Linked DNA regions of Arachis hypogaea: region 2 is linked to region 1. A link is a contact called in public Hi-C data. All regions are on one chromosome and are shown on one strand. Each heading gives the region's core, a stretch centred on a gene start, on an enhancer-like site or on the middle of the called end of the contact. The rest is flanking DNA. Distances are from core to core; before and after follow the strand shown. Region 1 has its middle 47 kb from the start of LOC112786264. Region 2 overlaps LOC112783423.

Region 1 (2,522 bases), core at 17-2,516:
TATGTTATAATATTTTACTGGAAATTATTTTTATTTTATTTTTTTAATGTATATGTAGATATATTAAATTTGTGTTTGAATTGTGTTTTAACATGATAAATTTGATTGAATTGTATTCGATTATATTATATATATTTGTTCGTGGTTTCTTTTATAAAGGTTATTAATAGATACATATACCATATTTGTGTCTTTGCGGAGAGAATTAAATGAGGATCGTGACGGAGTATTTTCTTAAATAGAAACGGGGTGGAGAAGGGATATCTGCTCCATGAATATCTATTGTCATCTCTAATCATGACATAGTATTAAAATTTCTATGACCTGAAAGATTTAAAATTCAATCTTTGTTAATTCTAAAAGAAGAAAATAGAATAAGACAAAAAAAAAATCATACAAAAATTTAAACAAATTTAAAAAAATTTTTGTTTAAAAAAATATATTAAAAAATATAACCATTTATATGTCTTTTTTTATGAATTTAAACAAAAAATTAGTATTATAATAACAAAATGATTTATGACAATATTGTCATATAAGAGTGAGTGAAACAACCTCCTTAAACTTGTTGCTTGCAAATGACTCCTAAGATTGAAAGTGAGCCAAATTGATTTCTGAGTTATTAATTTGATTTATTAATAAATCTGAAGATTATAACTTTATTATTGTTAAATATGTTAAATTTGAGCTTTAGTTAAACTAAAATGTAGCCTCTTCAAGCAGAAACTTGACTCGCTTCTCTCCTAAGGAAAGGAACCATAGAAACAATTCTTTAATTTTCTTACTTTTTATTTTATTTTATTTATTTATTTATTTATTTTTTTGAGAGGGGGAGGAAGAGGAGGGTTAGGTTTTGTTAAAACTAATAATTAATATTAACATGTTATTATCACACATAATAATATGCTAAACAATTTAAAATTATATTTTTCATAAAATTCATTCGTTTATTTAATTTCTTGTCAACGCGTTATCATCAAACTTTGGCTAATATAATGTAATATATTTAACTGCAATCATGTTATGTGCACATAAAATTCAGTTATTAAATTAATTATTTATATAAAATATATATTAAAAATAAATTAAATAATATATATTTATATATAATAGACAGTGATTGATTTAAAAATTAATTCTTAGTGTGTATAAAGAGTAGTGCGTCTCATCAAAGTTTTGTGATTGTTGAAAGGAGCTGAGGGAGGAATCACAAAGTTAAGTAATTACACGTACAATATTTCTCATCTAAATTAGAAAAAGGCAATTAAACAATGTAGAAGGACAATATGGTTCTCATCATGCAGATAACCTTACTTTCACCTCTCAAATATTTTGTCTTTTCCATCCATTGCCTACATAATTAACAACACAATAACTGCTGAAGAATAGACATCTCTCTTATCCAAACCTCAATAATGACTTAATGAGGGATGTTGTATATATTCTTTTTTAATTATATTTTATTAAAAATTAGAGAAAATAAAAAAAAAATCATATCTTTTCTATGATAAAAATATAAAAAAGTTACGTAAAAAAGTATGTAAATATATTTTTTCTATTAATAATTTGTGGACGGCCATATGAATGTACGAATGATATCATTATTTGATAAAAGTGACACACAGCTAGCAAGCACAAGAAGAAAACGAAGGTTGTGACACTATATATATATATAACTATAGTAGTCTAATTGCATGCAATAATGTCATAATTAACTTAACGGCAGCTACTCCCATGAAGATGCCAAAAACATCTTCTCATGATGATCCTTGTTTAAAAAGTGTAACTTATTTATTTTGCAACACTTTAAATAAAGGTAACACTTTTACTTCAAATAAAATCAAGTCCTACAATCTATCATCCAATGGTCAAAATGATATATCTTCACATGATGACAATCATTAAATCTTCATTGGAGTAGCCACCTTAACTTATTATTGAATGAATTTTCTTTTAAAAAATATTATTATTCCATACATTATTATTATTAATTTGTATCAAATTTATTAATTATTCATAAATATAAATTAATAATACTGTTGAAACAGTTAATCATCCATTAAAATTGATTTGAGAGGTGTGTGAGGTAAGAATGTTGGATAATTATTAGGATGAAAATAAATATATACGTGTAGCTTTAGAATAACGCCGACAATCACTATCAAAGTGCAATTGTGGCCATAGTCCATAGAGACAACATCGACTGTGACCCCTCACATTTTCGTCTTCCACCCTACTCAATTGGGATACCCGTCCTTTTCACTCTCAATATCTTTTTTTTACACATATTCTACGAAATAGTAATTGTTTTGGATTAAAAAAAAACATTTATTTAATCGTTTAATTTTTTAGTGAAAATATTTCATAACACTGTATCATCAGCAAGTTTTATGAGTATTTATAATTGAACAAATGAATGATCACAAAATATTTTTCATGCATAAATCAGGATTTGAATCATCATCGCATGCACGATTTAATTTTTGATTAAAAAAAAAATTAGAAGATGAACCACTAAATCA
Region 2 (2,522 bases), core at 11-2,510, 210 kb after region 1:
TGCTGCAACCTTTTCCTCAGTTGACAAGCCTAAAATTTGTTCCACCTCTTTTTTGATAGGTGGTATAAAATTGTTACAACTTTTTTTTTATTATAATTGACATGACCTTTCCTCTGAAACTCCCTCTACCTCTACTTTGATAATTGAAACCTCGATCTCGTCCTTCTTGTGTACGACTTGATTCTGCAACATTATTTAAATTCATCCAACTTTTCAGAGCCTCTTCGATTGATTTTTTTTTACTTCTCCAATATTCTATTAATGTGACTTTCCATGGTTCCTTGTAATTTTGCAATTATCATGGTATCCATATCGTCGGACTTCAGTATTGTAGTCACCACATAATCATACTTTATCGGCATGGTGCGAAAAAATTTTCTCTACCAATTTACTATCGGACATATCTTCTTTATAGACTCTCATCTTATTGACAAGATCTATAACACATAAAATATTGCTCAATAGTTTCTAAGTTAGACATTTCATACCTTTCATATTCTATTCGCAAGGACTCTAAATTTGCTTTTTGGGCTTTATCTACACCTTTGTATGATAGCTTCAACTTGTTCTAAGCTTCTTTTACATTTTTGGCATTTGTTACTTTGCCAAACACCGTATAATCTACACCTTGATGAATTTGTGATAGTGCCAATTGATCTCTCTTCTGTTGGACAACATATTATCTTTCTTACAATCTTAGTTCAATAAAATTCTACAGGTTCTGAACCTTCAAATAAGTATACATAAAAATTTCCCAATAACTATAATCAAATTTTTCATCTAATTTAAAATTAGATCACACAATATTAAAAGCCTTTATCATACTAAATCTAGAAACAAACAATAATTATGTAAAAATTCTTTCATACTTTACAAACTCTCAAACACTTAATATTGAATTAAACCAACTCTAATACCAATATAAATATAATATCTACACTTAATTGATTCGAAAATTATTCACTTATATAAATGACATTACTATATTTATTATCTCTCAAACTCAGCACGTATAAAAGAAAAGAACAAAAAAGCATCGCTTAAATCTTAAAACCATATATACTCATTTAACTTCTATGGAACACATCCTTAAAATAGATGAGTTAAAGCCTATTTATAGGCAAGAATGCAAGATTACTCAATCAAGATAATATTTCTTAATTGCTAAGAATCAAAGGCGGTGTATGTAGCCAACCAATCTTGCATTGTAACTACTTGATAATACCACTTGCTTGATAACGTCATCTTTATATCTTCATAGCTTTGTAATTTGGTAATGGCAGTGACACCAAATTGATTATAACGCATGCTGATGTAAGTTGTGGAGTCTTTGATGTTGAATTCAATTTGTGCAAGTTGATATTATAAAAAATTTGTAGTCTTAGCAATAAATTGTAAACTTGTAATGACCTTGAATTCAAATTGAATTCTGACTTTGACTTTCTAAACTTTGTTACTTGCATTTGCATACAACTTGATTTAATTTTACTAGTTTTCAAAAAAAATATTTAATTTTACTAACATAACTATAAATAAATGATTAACATTAAAAGTTATTTTAGAGGTCTTATTATAACATTAAAGTTAAGTAACTTTCATGTTTTTTATTTGGGGTTCTTAATTGAACAACCAGTATGAAAATTCTATTACCAAAAGTTTGATTAATTTGTGTTAACCTAATTAAAGTCCCATAACGTGATATAGTTCTCTTAATAAACATGGATTAAATTCTCCGTTAGTAAATTAAGTGTGGAAATAAGCTGCTAGCCCTTAATAAAAATAAATTTATTAATGTGGTTGTGGATGTTTGATTATTGTCATATTACAACTATATTTAAACTCCAATTATTTTTTTTTCTTATATTTGCACATTTTCTTAATGAATGATTGTACTTAATATTCCTCCCCCATATGACTTCTGCTAGAATTTTTTATAGTGGACTTCTATTGATTATTGTTTTTTGTTTTTATGAAAACGGCTTGAATGTTTAAAGCGTGATATTTCTGTAATTCCATGAAGTTGTGGAGTAATCCACTTTGGATTTTTGATATCACTATTTATCGGACTTTAGAATTTCATATAAGATAAGATAATGGTGTCATATTTTGAGTTGACATACACTCTTTCCATGTGAGTTTCACACCCCATTCAATCTACAAGATAAAATGATTACACGTATAGCGTTTCTCAATTTAAAGGAGAGTTGAAATCAATACAAACCCAAAAGTTCCAAGATATCTTTCTGTTTCTGAAGATCAATTTTCTTACTATAATTCTGTTAAAAATGTAGGAACTGGAAAATTCTCTTAATGCAAATGAGGAAGCTCAAGAAGGCAATCATGGACATGGGAGAATGAAAGTAAAGGCACCAGAAAATATCAAATTCTAGATGACAATAGATTCTTCAAGACACATAAGTTGCATTGTCGAATTGTCTATTACCATTGTCCATTATTGTCTCAGTAAAGTTTGAAACATAAAGAATGTCTTTAATCTAACAATTGTTAAAATTTCTACCTTA

What was found. A called contact is a pair of places that touch in the nucleus more often than the background predicts.
Region 2: a Hi-C map of an unstated tissue shows a contact between it and region 1, with 4 times the contacts expected there. The contact joins two enhancer-like sites. A contact is called at or near these places in 4 of 8 Hi-C or Micro-C datasets (leaf and an unstated tissue).

Annotation. Positions count from the first base shown.
Region 1 is chr20:122,754,680-122,757,201 of arahy.Tifrunner.gnm2.J5K5, forward strand. No RefSeq gene overlaps it. Among protein-coding and RNA genes, the nearest start is that of LOC112786264, 47 kb to the left of the region's middle. Within about 2 kb of position 1,267, at least 2 of the 3 cell types and tissues checked have open chromatin away from gene starts, as enhancers often do.
Region 2 is chr20:122,969,676-122,972,197 of arahy.Tifrunner.gnm2.J5K5, forward strand. It overlaps LOC112783423, which reads right to left. Exons shown (of 4, transcript XM_025826365.3): 4 at 2,420-2,522. Among protein-coding and RNA genes, the nearest start is that of LOC112783423, 5.2 kb to the right of the region's middle. Within about 2 kb of position 1,261, at least 1 of the 3 cell types and tissues checked has open chromatin away from gene starts, as enhancers often do.